Linked DNA regions of Mus musculus: region 2 is linked to region 1. The links are chromatin contacts, called in public promoter capture Hi-C maps. All regions are on one chromosome and are shown on one strand. The core of a region is the stretch at or near the end of the contact, and the rest is flanking DNA. Distances in the headings are between cores, read along the strand shown. Region 1 holds the start of Mfsd4b1 (major facilitator superfamily domain containing 4B1). Region 2 overlaps Gm31992 (a long non-coding RNA gene).

The links. Promoter capture Hi-C pulls out the DNA fragments that hold promoters and counts their contacts.
Region 2: a contact with region 1 is called in a promoter capture Hi-C map of liver, with 2.7 times the contacts expected there. The contact joins the enhancer-like site here to the promoter of Mfsd4b1 in region 1. A contact is called at or near these places in 9 of 39 promoter capture datasets (the 3T3-L1 cell line, 3T3-L1-derived adipocytes, fetal liver and 5 more), 2 of 484 Hi-C or Micro-C datasets (bone marrow-derived macrophages and liver), 1 of 115 datasets of contacts at active chromatin or transcription factors (memory CD8 T cells) and 4 of 9 other capture datasets (adipose tissue, liver, macrophages and 1 more).

What each region holds. Positions count from the first base shown.
Region 1 is chr10:40,021,558-40,029,201 of GRCm38.p6, reverse strand. Mfsd4b1 (major facilitator superfamily domain containing 4B1) reads left to right here and starts at 3,934. Exons shown (of 4, transcript NM_144821.4): 1 at 3,934-4,309. The coding sequence starts at 4,286.
Region 2 is chr10:40,174,419-40,182,062 of GRCm38.p6, reverse strand. It overlaps Gm31992 (a long non-coding RNA gene), which reads right to left. Exons shown (of 4, transcript XR_871594.1): 4 at 6,223-6,480. Among named protein-coding and RNA genes, the nearest start is that of Gm31992, 14 kb to the right of the region's middle. Within about 2 kb of position 4,227, at least 38 of the 459 cell types and tissues checked have an H3K27ac peak or open chromatin away from gene starts, as enhancers often do. A contact at or near this core is called in liver, memory CD8 T cells and pancreatic islet, where this site is marked.

The DNA of each region.
Region 1 (7,644 bases), core at 2,685-5,184:
AAAGGAAAAGCGAGGAAGATTTGCGAGGATCTGGAATCTCTAAGAACAGAAATCCATAGCCAAATTCAATGCTTGGGAAACACAGAGATGTTCAAAGCAAACGTTCAATGCAGACAAAAATGGTAGAGCTGTTCAGTGCAGACACTAAGTACATCCCAGGGGTAAAAATTGTTTCTGCATCCAGGGTCCCCTCAACAGCCATGTAGCCAGGGGCAGCAGGTAGCCACAGCATGGGCCAAAAGGCTTTCAGACTCGGGGGTCCTATATCAGCATAGCGGTGGAAACATAGCATGCTTTCCTTTGTGCCTGTGTTGGTCCGAACCAACAATCCCAGCTCCACCAAGCCTGGAATTGGGGAAGTGCATGGACATCCTGTGGCAAGAACCAAGACTGAAGAGGCAAGATGGATTGTGGAGACTTTCTGTGGATTCTAGGGGGTTTTCTAAACTAGAGCTGCTAGTTCAGGCTGCTGTATCCAGCGTTAATGTTTATATAGTGTTACTATATTTGCATCATTTCTATCCCTCTCTTCCTCCAGCTCTTCCCATGCCCACCTTCAGGCCCTCTAAATGGATGTCCTCTTCTTCTATAATTAGTTTTATTGCATTGCAACATTAATTTTTTGAGGAAACATTGGTACAAGTAATGGAATCTTGCCATGTTGTAGTGGACCTTGCTAGCCTTTCTCTTATCTTAGTAGCTCCTGGCTCCCAAGAGCAACTGGAATGGTGGGTGGTGGGCCTGCCACGATCCTGTTCTCCATTTTCAGAAAGCTCTCAGTTCCTAGTCGATGCACTGATAATGCCTGAGTGATTCATCTACTTAGAAAAGCATCGGAAAGACAGGCACAGATGGGAGAACAGGTCACACTCTGTGCAAGAACTCTTGGCAAGTGCACAGTTGGGGAAGTCACGGAAGACCCCCAACGTGGCGAGTGAGACTCTTCAGCAGCTTGTGACTGTTAACATAAACACAACACCAGCGGGGCAGTGGTGGCACTCTTTAGAAATCAACTAGAAAAGTTGTAATAGACTCAATGAGATTCCTGAAGAATGAACATTGAGACAGAGAATGGGAGTCGGGAACTGGTGAGAGATGCTATGAGGCAAGCTGGGAAGATGGAGGAAGCTGGAGAAGTGAAGAGACTAAAGCTCTTATGCTAAAGCCAGCAGCAGGAGGAGAATGAGAAGATAAATTGAGAGGGTTTCTTTTTCTTTTCTTTCTTTTTTTTTTTTATCCTTTTTGTAAAATGGAAGAAAATGAACCAATGGCTGTAAGTGGTATGTGCCTTTCCCCCCAAGATGTGAGAAATCGTGTGTGTGTGTGTGTGTGTGTGTGTGTAGAAATGAGTAACTTGAGAGAAGAAAACTGAGCCCACGATGTTCTAAATGATAGCTCCAACTCTGTGGCTACAGAGAGTCCTGGTTAAAATCATTGGGCCACAATACAAAACTAAAAGACATGAATGTGGAGAAAGGGACGGGGGAGGGGGGAGTGTGACAAAGAAGGAGGAAGATAAGAGAGGGTGGGGGTGAGGCCAAACATCCTGCACTAGTCACGTATGAAACTGTCAGAGAACATATGTAACCATTTTGTTAACAGGTTAAGGAAGCTAGAGTTATTTAATTTTGTGGAGAAAACACCATGCCATCAAGCGGTGGGCTTACCACTGAGGCAGTCATGGAGGTGCCATAGACCCCACAGCAGCTCAGGTGAGGGAAAGCTGGATTTTAAGATTTCAAAGTAAGCCATCACCAGGGATGATGGTTTGAGTGCTGGTATTCAGCCTGTGGAAAATAAAGTCTCGACAGACTTGAATACTGAGTCTTAGACCAAAGCCATGGCTGGAGGAGCTGACAGAATTGTCTGGGAGATCCATAGACAGCTGAGCATGCACAGACCAGAGGTATCAGGGAGTCCCAGCTCAGGGTGGACTGTTGGGAGAGGGACAGTGGAGTGTGAGGGTGAGCTATCTTTAGAATGATTTTTAAAAAAGACAGAAGACTCTGAATTAGAGATTTTTAAAAACCTGAATTTTAAGAGTCTATGTTTATATTTATCTATAAGAGACTGATAACTTTCAATCCTAAATCTGATACTGTGAGTTATAATTCTCAAGTTAGGCTTTATGAGTAAGTTAGAATCAGTTTGTTTTCACTTAAAAATTATTTTATCCTGCTTAGGGCCAGTGTAGAGGAATTTTAATCCAGCAACATGGCTGCTCTGGCCAGAGATCACATTAGCTTAGGAAAGGAAAAGAACAGGTCTGTGTGAATTGCCTGGAGGACACACTTTTAATCCCTCTGACCGGAATACAAACCTGTCTTTAGTGCACACCTTTAATCCCAATCAATGACATCTACTTGAGGGACAGACAAAGTGATGAATCAGAGAAAGAGTTGACAGAATGAGCCAGAGATAGGATGCACCCAACTGACAGGAAAGGAGCATCGAAGAGACTGGGGCTGGGCCAGAGGGAGTGAATCAGCTTAGTCCGTTCAACTCCTGCAGTGCAGTTGAGTTCAGCAGAGTTCATTCATGAGTTCCGTTCCATTTGTGCAGTGCATGCAGGCCAGCAGAGCCAGAAAATAAGGAGCCAGAAGATTAGAACAAATTGCCAAATTGTTAGAGGCCAAGCAGAGCGAATCAGTGGGAAGCTGAGAGAAGCCAGATTGAATCAGTCAGCTTGGAGAGGAGTTTGAGCCAGAAGAGCTGAGTTGAACCAGCCAGCCAGAGTTCAGAAAGAACTGGAAAGGGTGAGTTTATGCAGCAGCAAATCTAAAGCATTCTAGATTAGATTGTATCTAGGCTAAAAGTTTCCAGGCCTAGGGCTAGGGATACATAGAACAGAGAACGGAAATCCGTGGGCTCAGCCCAAGCTGTGTATTCGCACAGCTGTGTATGGCTCTCTTTTCATCCCATCCCATCATGAGGAAATAAATGTTTCTTTTACAGGCCAGTAACATTTTGTCTTTTTGTCGTATTTTTTATTTTCCTGATTTTCTCAGTGACCTGAGTGGTCAGCATGTTCTGGTATGTCAATATCTACTAGATTAAATGACATCACAGATTACAAACTTTTAGCCTTTTTAAAATGCCATTAAACATAATGACTTGTTCTGTAATTAAAATTAAAATTTATCAGATAATAAGCAACCTTTAACAGAAGTCAGGTTTTCTCCAAGTGGATAATTTACAGGAACATGGTTGATTTTGTTTGTTTGTTTTAAACAAAACAAAACATTCTTCCAGCTTTCTTCTTGACCATCTTATGAAAGAATGTTTTTCTCGGTATAAGTGATCAGTAATACAGAGATCAAGGAGGTTTTCAGGTGGAAAGAGCATTTTTCAGATAGATGATAAAGTTACATTGTTGTGTAACTTGAGTATAGCAAACGGAACAAATCCCGACAGCTGTACAGCCTTTCTCAGGCATTGCCAGGCTCTAATCATTTGTGGAAATTTGAACTGCCGTGCTTTTGAAACCACAAATTTGAACCCACACATGTGTCTTGAGCTATTTGGCCGTTGACTAGGCCCGTGATTGCTGACTGATCTTGGGGAACTGTATGTTCTCTCTGTGCTTGGATTCTCTCTGGACACCCGGGCTAAGGTGAGAAAGGAGCGTGGGGAGGATTGATGTGGCTCCAGGAGCCTATTCCGGAGCTTCAGCAGGTATCACTAGCCTGAAAGTTGAATAAAAGACCTGGAAAGCTCAGGTGTGGACGGAGGGTAGGGGTGGGGCGTGTAAAGACGACCTCCCAGCTAGCACTGGCGTGTTCCCTCAAGAGTTAGCAGCACACTTTATAGAAGCAGTAGCTAGGCTGCAGTAGCAGCTCTAACACGCGCTGAGCTCCGTTTCCTAGGCAACCACCATGACTTCCGGTTTGACTCCAGGTTGGCTAGTGGCCTGACTCTGTCACGGGAACCGCCACGATTCTGCAAGATGGAGAGTGAACATAACTCGGTGGCCAGCTGGGGCCAGGGTCGAAGTCCAGCCGCCGGAGGTCTTGAGTCAGGACGGTCCCTGGGGACAGTGCTATCAGGAGGGACCTCGGAGACTGGAGGAGCCTGAGTGCCGAGCCCCAGAGGGTGCACCGGCCCCCAGTAGCTCTCCGCAGCCGCCAAGCTGGAGCTGGACGTGAAGACCGGGAGCGTCGGGCCGGTGGCTGCGGCACAGAGGCTCCACCAGGCGGAGACCCGGGCGGAGAGCGAGCAGGCCACGGTGGCTTCCCGGCGGAGTGGCCGGACCAGGAGCGTGCTGCGCTGGTTCTCCACCGCGGTCATGTATGCCGCCTTCCTGGGGCTGGTGAGAGCCGAGGCTGCACCCCTCCCAGGCTGGGGCGCGAGCCTCCTGCAGGGGACCTGCCCTTCCCAGCTGGACTCTCACATTCGCTGCCTGCATGTTGTGTGACCTTGATCGCTGGGGCTTCAGTTTCATCCGCTTAACACATAGGCACTATTCTAATCACCGAGGGTCACTGTCAAGAGCGCGGGTGATTTTTGCCTAACATGATTTCCCCCTACAATCTATCTTTGTAGGGCTCCTCTTAGTACTAGGGAGACAAAAAAAGAGAATGCCAGGATCTGTAGCCACTGTCCCCTACACCTTAATTATTATACAGAGAAATACTTGGCTGGGGTGGGGGCTCTCTTTCTAGTGGCTTGATTAAATTACACCAACTGCTTGATTTTTACAGATTTTACAGATATAATGGCAAGAGCAAAATGACTTTTTCTTGTTCATACAAATGTTTAAGCGGTTGAGTCAAGCGCAGCCCTTACTCTGGTACAGCCCTCTTCAAACTAACTTCCATTGTATAAGTGATTTTCATGGAGCAAAGTACAAGGCTGTATGCGCTTTTTACAGATCCTGGAGCTACCCCCAATTCAGTGTTTGTGGCAAAGCTCCCCATTCCCTATCACTTCATGGTTGTAGGCCAACAGGGTCGAGAGGGTGAGTCCCCAGAGGAGAATAGCTTACTCTCTTCTAGACTCTGAGCCACACTCATTTCTTAGATTGTACTAATGGGACGGGATAAAGAAATCCCTGCAGATGCTTACTGAGCGCTCGCTCCCTGGGCTGGGTTTTGAGTCTTTGGAAGACGTGAAGTGTTTTCACTCTTCGTGTGTGAGCTACTTATTGCGAACCTGCGCTCACTCTGGTTCGTACCAATGCTGTCTAGGTAAGGTGCACAATTAACTTTGGAGCACAATGGTACAATTAGAATCGGTAGTTCTTGAAATGTAAGTCAATTAGAAGCTTTAGTTAAGGGATTTCTTCTAAGTTCCAATTTATTAGCCTGTAGGTCTTGTTACTCCTATTAAAAAGAAAAAGCTGGAAAAGTTCATTTTTGCTTCTTCTTTATACAAAGTGATGTTGCAGGAACATCTGAGTCAGGACTTAAAGACAGAACAAGAAAGTCAAGTTCAGAAGGAGCAGATTTTGATAGTAGGTCAGTTATCACTGTTGCCCATTTCTGGGCAGTGGCAGCCTAGTGGGCTGAGTGCCTGTCTGCTCAGTCCCTTTCTCCTGAACTTTGTCTTAGTTTGTAGTTTGTTGACGTTAAGGTCAGTTACAGTGTCCTACCCAAGAGTCTCTTTCTATTTGGTCCATTTGTGGAATTGAAAATGTCAATGGCAGGTTATTTTTCATAGTTCTTTAAGCTTTCCTCATGTTTTGTTACATAAGTTTCTATGGGTACAGAAAAACATTCATGACTCTTGAGGTAATACAGTATACCCGGAGTCAGTTACGATAGCCCCTAAGAGGATAGTGCCAAGACACTGAAATGGACCAAGATCAAACAATACACTTCATGCAATAGGTGCTCAATAAACTTAGACTCCCATTGGTCTTGGCTGGTATGACGGTGGTTAAGGTCCACAATGGCTGTAAGAGTGATTGCTGATGTAAAGAAGTGTCCAAGTTTGGCATGGTGACACACACCTGCAATCCCAGCACATAGGAAGTGAGGTAGAAGAATTAGGGTTTAGGACCATCCTCAGCTATATAGAGAGTTTGAGGCCACCCTGAGCTACATGGGGCTCTATCTCAAAAACAAAACAAAAAAAAGGTATCTTTTGTTTTCCTGAAGAAAATCATTAGTTCAGTAAGTTCTACATCCATCAACACTGTATGTAGTCTGAAGTCCTATGTATTAGAATTAAGAACATCAAAACTGTTCTGAAGCACGGCTGAGGATAACTGCAGGAAGTCTGTAAGACTGCACTGAGGCACAACATTAAACTAGAAACTTTGGAAGCTTTTCATGGCAAACTGAAAATCAGCACTTAAGTTTTACCAAATTTCAGCCCTACTGTGACATCTTTTAAAGTCAGACTAAACTTTCAAATGCTGTGAATTACGCAGACATTCTCTCACCCCCGAACTCCTTCCCCCACACCAAGTTTGTCCAACAGTTTGAAATGGCTGCAGAAGTCAAACCTTTAAAAGGTCAAAATTTACTCTACACTTTTCTTATGGGTTAGTATTTTCCATGGCAAGAAACCAAAACTACCAGATAAGAGGTATTTTAAAACCAATGACTAGTTGCTGGAGAGGTGGTGCAGCGTACTGCTCTTGCAGGGAGCACCATTTGTTCCTTAGTACCTAGGCTGGGCTGTCTATAACCCCCAGTGACTCCAGCTATGGAGGGACCTGATGCCTTTGTCCTTCTGGGGACCTGAGTATCTCCTGTGCACAGCACATCTGTACACATAATTAAGGAATAGTTAAATAATTAAATCTGTAAAAAAATATTTAACAGGCATTTGATTGCTTTTTTTGAAATTAGCAGAAAATAACAGACAAAAATCTCCCAGGATTTTGTAAGATATTGTTCCTTAGATTTAAGTTTATCTTCTAGAGGAAGAAAAACTCCATATCAATTGACTTCTTTTGTGCTTTCATGGTTCCTTGATAATCAAAGAAAAATTTAAATAAATTATGGTTCATGTTTCCTGCCTTTAATAAAAAACTAAAAGAAATTTTCTTTCATCCTTTTACTCCTCCCTCCTCTCTCCTCCTCCTCCTCTTCTTCCTTTCCTCCTCTTCCTCCTCTTCTTCCTCTTCTTTCTCTTCCTCCTCTTCCACTTCTTCTTCCTCCTCCTCTTTCTTTCCCTCCCCCCTCCTCCTTTTGACAAAATCTCTACCCCAGGCTGGTCTTGAACTCATTTTGTAGCTGATAATGACCTTGAACTCGTGATCCTCCCAACCTGACCTGGCAGGTACTGGGGTGACAGGTGTGTACGAGCATGCTCCATTTATGTACTGTGAAGGAGCCCAGGGTTTCATAAAAGCTAGGCAAGTACTCTACCCATTGAGCTACATATCCTGCCCCAATTGTTAATTTTGAGGTGCCTGTAGCTCTTCAGAACCTTTCCAAAAGCAAAGAGAGTGTGTTATGTGTTGGAGTTCTACTGAAGACACTCCTGAAATCTGTCCAATGGTTTTCCAACTGGTCCCTACTATACCACCTTTTGGATCATTTCAAGAGTGGCTGGGTAGTTCTGATTTCCATTTGGATTCCTCTCTCTTGGTTTTGGCTTCAGCATCTGCTTCTTTCACTGTATTTATGGTTTTAAAACCCTATGTGTTTCTAGAAGCTCCACGTGAGCAAGTTCATGGAAGCACTGTCTGGT
Region 2 (7,644 bases), core at 2,978-5,477, 150 kb before region 1:
CTATCTCCCTGACTTTAGCTGTAATTCTAAGGGCAGGGCTAGCCGGAGTGGGTACTGGGATCTCCGCACTGTTGTTGCAGGAAAAGAATAACATCTGTTTAAAAGCAGACATAGATGAGGGCATCCAATGCCTGAAAAAAATCCGTTGCACACCTAGAGTGCAATATAGACTCTCTGGCTGGGGTGGTGCTGCAGAACAGGTGAGGGTTAGACTTAGTGTTCCTACAACAGGGAGGTGCTGCTCTGCACGAAGAATGCTGTTTCTATGTCAGCCATTCTGGAGTTATTAGGGAGTCACTAGCTAAAGTTAGAGAAAGCATAGATGGGCGCCAAAGAGAATGAGAGAACTCCAAAAGTTAGTATCATTTGCTGTTCAATACTTCCCCCTGGCTAACTACCCTTATTTCCACAATCATGAGACCCCTGATTTTACTGTTGCTCACTTTTGGGCCATGCATCATCAATAAGCTTTTGCTGTATGTGAAGCAGAGACTGAGGGCCATTCAACTAATAGTGATAAGGTCCCAAAATATCAGCCAGCCAGTGCAGACAATCTAAGTTTGTAGAGTCTAAGATTGGCCTCTGAAGTCACAAATGGGGGGGGGGGGGAGGGGGACATGAAAAGATACAGGCAACCTGCCTCTGCACTTTCTCGCTGCTTGCAGAAACCCCCCCCCCTTGCTCTTTCCCATAGCTAACAAAGGGCTTCCCTCCCCTCCCCAGCCTTTCAGAAAGGACCCGATTTGGCACCGGAATATTGCTATTCCCATTTTCATAGAGGCATTCCCTAATAACTCTCCACCCGCAGCAACAGATGCCAGCTTGAGAATAGACAAACAGCAGCCTTCTTCAGCTCCCGTTTGCTGAGGCTGGTACTCTGACTGATAGATGGTTAAGTACTTCCCAAAGTAGCTGGTACCTGTCCTTGAGAAAAGAGAAGATCAAACATCCTTGAAGAGATAAGAGTCTCACGTTTGGGCCTCGAGAGGAGGGTAATCAAACATCCACAAACAGCAGTGGCTAGTTGTGAAAACGCACTAGCTCCCAATAGCACCATAAAGTTACTTCCCAGGTCAGAAAAGTTCCCCCCTCCTAGTTGTGCGATTCTGCCCCACTGCCTGAACAAACGATATCGTGTTTGAAAGATGACTTCCCTTGTCACTCCCCCTGTCACCCTAAAATCCAAAGAATCCTTGATTATGCTCATATAAAAACGCCAAACCTCTAGGCACAGGGTCCCACTCCTGTCCTGTGCAGTGGGAAGGTTTGTGATTTGAGTCTGACTCAAATTAATAAAAGACTCTCTTGTTTCACTATATCGGATCAACAGTTCTTAGAGTTCTCCTGGGGATTTATTGTGATCTTGGACACAACACAACGAAACAGCATGGCAAAAAAGCAAGTTGGGAAGAGAAAGGTTTATTCAGCTTACACTTCCATGTTGCTGGTCATCACCAAAGGAAGTCAGGACAGGAATTCACACAGGGTAGGATCTTAGAGGCAGGAGCTGGTGCAGAGGCCATAAAGGGGTGCTTGTGCTAGCTTGCCTCCTGGCTTGTTCTGCCTGCTTTCTTACAGAACTCAGGACCATCAGCCCAGCAATGACACTACCCACAATGGGCTGGGCCTTCTCCTACTGATCACTAATTGAGAAAATTGATGGACAGCTGGATCTCATGGAGGCTTTTCCTCAACTGAGGCTCCTTACTCTCTAATGACTCTAGTTTCTGTCAAGTTGACACACAGCCAGCCAGTACATGGACCTCAGAATGAGATAGGCATAAGGAAATGGCCAAATAAGGGAATAGACCTTAGTGACTAGCTTGAGGAATGTAATTTAAGGTTTAGCAATCGAGAGGGAAACAAGAAGAGAGAGATCTGTCAGTGTCATGTTTGCAATGCTTGGGCCTGGTAGAGAGCCAGTCATTCCAGGCCATCCAGGCCTCACATTGAGACCCTGTGTGAATGAAAGGCTGGCCTGGCTCTGTTCTCCTACATTCTGATTCAGAACTATTTTCTTCTTATTTTTTGTCTTTCCTTCAAGATGCGGGAGGACCTAAGTTTTATTTTATTTTACTTTAACTTTAGGTTTCCTTACTTTCTTTAAAACTTCCTTTCCTCCCATGTAGCTGACCTCACAGGACTGACTCTTTTTCTTCTAAGACAATGATCCTCAAGCTTCAAAGATGAGATAAAATGATAACATAAGGGGGTGGGGCAGATGGCTCCTCGGGTGGAGGATAAAGAGGTTCAAGGTTCGCTGCTGCAGGTACCTTTGCATCCTGGTCATCGCAGACACAGAAGATGGAGAAGCTGATGCAGTTGCTTCCCGTTGGTCTGCCAGGGATGGAGCTGAAATGAACTGGAGTCTTGTTTGAACTCTAGTAAAACCACAAGAAAACCTCAAAGTTAACAACGTGAACAAAGGTGCAGGCAGTTCTGTTTCCTACCAACAGAGGAAGAAAAAGAACAGCATTTCTTTGCTTGGGGATTAAATTGCTTTTGTTTTTGAGTCAGGGTCTCACAATGGCTAGAGTGGAGCTTGCTGATCCACCAGGCTGATCTCACAGACATCTTGGGTACTGGGATTAAAGGTGCGCATCACGGGCCGGAGAGATGGCTCAGCGGTTAAGAGCACTGACTGCTCTTCTGAAGATCCTGAGTTCAAATCCCAGCAACCACATGGTGGCCCACAACCACCCGAAATGAGATCACAAGATCTGGTGCCCTCTTCTGGTATGTCTGAAAACAGCAATAGTGTACTTACATATAATAAATAAATCTTAAAAAAAAGAAAGGTGCACATCACCTAGAGTATTTCTTTGTAAATGAGTACTTATAGGTACACTGACAATCTCTGTTAGAACACACAATGCCAGCAGACTTGAAAACCAAGTGATATGATTGAGAGTTAGGGCCAGGGACGAGGATACAGGTTTTCTTTTTCTTTTCTTTCTTTCTTTTTTTGAAACAGAGTCTTGCTATGTTGTGTGACTGATCTTGAACTCCTGGGCTCAAACAGCTCCATTTCAGCCTCCAGGGTGTTTGCAGCCACAGGGGTGTGTCCACTCACACTTTTCATTATATTTTTTCATTTTTATTTATTATTTATTTTCTACTATGTTGTATCCTGCTCTAATAAGTTATGTTTTCGAAAACAACTATGAGCTGGGCCTGGTAGTGCAGGTGTGTAATCCCAGCTACTTAAGGGAAACTGAAATTACAAGTTTGAAGGGTGCCTTTGGCTATGAGTTCAAGGACAGTGTGAGTAAGTTGGACACAAACTCACTCACAGAGATCTGTCTGCCTTTACCTCCCAAGAGCTGAGATTAAAGGTATGTACCACCACCACCCACTTACAAAAATGAACTTTGCTTTGTTTTTAAAATATTTTTGTGTGTTTAAGTTTTATACACTCAGATGTCTGTTCATCATATGTGTGCAGTGCTCATAGTGGCCAGAAAGAGGGCGACAGACTCTCTTGGAATTGGACTTAAATGAAGATGTTTTTTGAGCCGCCAATGCGAATGCCAGTGCTCTTATTGCTGAGCCATTTCCCTAGTCCCCAGAAAATGAACTCTTTGTTTGCTTGTTTGTTTGTTTGCTTGCTTGTTTATTTTTCGAGACAGGGTTTGCTCCACATAGTTCTGGCAGTCCCGGAACTCTCTGCAGACCACGCTGGCCTCGAACTCACAGAGATCCACCAGCTTCTGCTTCTGCCTCCTGAGTGTGGGGATTAAAGACACATGCCCGGCTTAGAAAACAAACTCTTAAAGCAATATATTACCTTCTTTACTGGATCACGGCAAGCAAACTGTCTAGAAGAAGGCTACCAGAAGCCAAGGTCTCTGTACTAGAAAAGAATTTGTGCCGCACTGGTTCACCTTCACCACAGTGTTTGTAATTCACGGGAGAATTGGTTGTTCTTGGGTAGCTATGGCTCCTTAAAGATTTTTTCCATCTCACCTATGTCCAATTTTTGACTCACCCATTCTTCTCAGTTCTTTTAGGTTGGCAACTCACAATCACACACACACACACACACACACACACACACACACACATCTTTTGGTAACTGTTTTGTTTTTTCACCTGCAGGTGTGTCCCTACCTGTGCCAAATGTCCTTAGTTGGCCTCTACCTCCCTCTCTGTAGTCTCTGTCAGTGGGTATAGCTAGGAGGCAGGAGCCTTGCTGAGTGTGGGTGAGCCCTGGATCCTATCCCCAAGCACTGAGTAAACAAACAGAAACTGCCTTGCTGGTATCTGCTGGCAAGCACCCAGGGACATCAAACAGTCTGAAGTGAACGTGAGGTTTCCCTGCCAAACCCACTGCTCTGCTCGCTTTGGACTCCCTGTCTCTGTTAATAGTGCTACCACCCACCTAGCAGTCCCACCCGGGATTGTGCTGTCCACCCTGACTCCTTCCCCACCCTCCGGCCCTCTCTCCCTCTGTCTGCTCTGCCAGCTCTCTCCTCCAGCCTTCTGCCAACTTCCCCTCACCCTTCAGCGTCCCAGCTTTTATCCTATCTATCAACATACAAAGTTTGATCGAACAGCTAGCTGCAGAAGAGCAGGAGCCATCTCTCCACTCCCAGTGAGATTGCATTCACATAGTGGCCACACTTCTTGTGTGGTAGGAAAGACTTTCCATAATCTGTTCCCAGCCTGTCTGTCTCCTTCTCCTTCTACTGCTCAATCACACTGGCCTTTTTCTTCTCTTTTTCTTTCTTTCTCTTTCTTTCTTTCTTTCTTTCTTTCTTTCTTTCTTTCTTTCTTTCTTTCTTCCTTCCTTCCTTCCTTCCTTCCTTCCTTTCTTTCTTTTTTTCTTTTTTTCTTTCTGCCTTAATTAGGGTTTCCATTGCTGTGAGCAGACACCATGACTAAGAACTCTTATAAAGGACAACATTTAATTGGGGCTGGCTTACAAGTTCTGTTCATCCATTATCATCAAGGTAGGGAGCAAGGCAGCATCCAGGCAGGCATGGTGCTGGAGTAGCTGAGGGTTCTACGTCTTCATCCAAAGGAAGCTAGGAGCAGACTGTTTTCAGGCAGCTAGGAGGGTCTCAGAGTCATACTTCCTCCAACAAGGCCACACCTAGTTCAATAAGGCCATACCTCCTAACAGTGCCACTCCCTGGGCCAAGTATATTTAAAATACCATCCTTTCTTTCTTCCCTTTCCCCTTCCCTTCCCTTTCTTTCTTTCCTTCTTTCTCTCCTCCTCTTCTGTTTTGAGATAGGGTCTCATCCTGTAGCCCCTGGCTTGCCTGGAACTTGCCATATAGGCTAGTCTCAAATTCATAGAGATCCACCTGCCTCTGGAATTATAGGTCTATGTCTACCACACCCAGAGTATAAATCTGCAGCTTCCTAATTCTCCTTAAAAAAAGAAATGCTCTTTAAAGCTCCCTGCTGCCGGGCGTGGTGGCACACACCTTTAATCCCAGCACTCGGGAGGATTTCTGAGTTGGAGGCCAGCCTGGCCTACAAAGTGAGTTCTAGGACAGCCAGGGCTATACAGAGAAACCCTGTCTTGAAAAACCAAAAAACAAAAAACATAAAGCTCCCTGCTTTTGTATGGTCTGTTTACATACTCAGTGACCCCCTACTCATCTTCCTAGCCTACCTGGAACCTCCCTTCTTCCCCAGGCAGGGTTTCCAACCACCTTCTCTGTGAACTTTGTAGAGGCTTTAATTGTTAACCTTTGTCACTTCCCAAGAGCAAGGGAATCTTCCTCTTTATAATCCCAGAGCGCCCCCCCCCAACCCTTGTATAATAGGTAGGCACCCAATGTATTGACTGATGAGAGATGTACTTAAAATGTATTATATTGTGTGTATGTTTGTGCAAGTCATGTATGTAGATGTCCATGCACAGAGCTCAGATTGTGATTCACCTTACATGGGTCTCAGGGACCAAACTCAGGTCATCAGGCTTTTACAGTGAGCCCTTTACCACTGAGCCATCTGGTCAACTCCGAGATAGGCATTTCTTCTGCTCTCTTTCTGTGTTCTACTGTCTTCAAATATTGTCAGCAGAGTGCAGAGAAGGGCCAGTTCAGCAAGAAAGCTCTCCTCTCTTCTCACCATCTTCTCTGTCCCTTCCCGCACTTTCATCCTTTTTTCCCTCTCAGTTGGCAGACCTGTGCTATGTGGGTGATGGTATGCATGATAAAATATCTAAGCCTTTGATTTGATTCTGTTCTTAATTTTCATCCCAGTCTTTGTAGCGTTTAATAAATAAGCACACGCATTGTCTGTCTCCGTTGGACTGCAATTAGAGCAAGAGGATTCTATTACAGCTCAGAACAAACGGGGAGGCGGAACGTCAAAACTGTGCAGGAGGAAAATGACTTTCAGGGTCTTGGAAGAGACTTGCTTGCCCTGATCTTCTGCCTTTGATCTTCAAGGTTCCATTAAACAAGGTATTAGCTTTAACAAGCTTTGCGTCTGTGCCAAGGATGTAGTCCAAAAGGTCACACTAAGAAAAAAAAAATAACAAAAGCAACAATAACAAGTATGCGTTGCTGTCAGCATCAGACAACCCACCTGGAGATGGTTCTTCTCAGCAAAGACCAGGCAGGAGGAGCCATGGCTGTGGTTCATAGACAGGCAAGCAGGTAACCTTTGAGTGTGGTTAACCCATGTTCCTAGGGTAACACTTGCTGCTCCTGTAGCAATAGACAGTACCACCTGGGCAAAGTGGGTGCAGGAGGGATAAGAACTGCCTCCTGGAAATCAGTAACACACGTCTCTCACAAGACACTGCTGGGCTGAGATGTACAGATTCTCTTTTCTCTTTTTGAAGTATTTGGGATTGAACCCAGCTTTTCACATGCACACTCTACTACTAAAATATACCCTGGTTCCAACAAGTCATGCTTCTAAATAGTCCTCATCTTACTAACACACACACACATGACTACAGGCATAAAGTCCTTATTTTCCTGCACTTCTGGTTCACTGTCTGTGGCAGACTCAGGGAGAAGTCTATACCTAGGGGATGAGGAGATGGCTCAGTGCACAGAGCACCTGCTATGCAAGTGTGAGGACCTAAGTTCAGGTCCCCAGCACCCATCTAAAAAGTTGAGTGCTGTGGCATGTGTCTGTAACTCAGAGCTGGGGATCAGAAATGGATAGATCCCTGGGACTTGCTGGTCAGTCAGCAGAGATAGAGAGAGAGAGAGAAAGAGAGAGAGAGAGAGAGCGCGCATGTATACACACACACACACACATGCACACACATATATACACAGAGATGGGGGAACTATAATTATAAAATTACAATATAGAGCTCTAGTTTGACCTAATATATCTGGATTGGAAAAAGGAAAAAAATAATAAAAGAAATATTTTGACCCCATCTGTGGTGGTTTGAACAGGAATGGCCCCCATGAGCTCATATATTTGAATGCTTGGCTATTAGGGAATGATACTACTAGGAGGTGTGGCCTTGTTGGAGGAAGTGTGTCACTGGGGGTGGGCTTTGGGGTTTGGGTTTCAGAAGCCTAAGGCAGGCCCAACGACTGTCTGTTTTCCTTCTGCCTTCGGATCTGGAATTCTCAGCTATTTCTCCTGTACCATGTCTGTCTGCAGGCCACCATGCTCCCACCATGAGGATAATGGACTAAACCTCTGAAACTGT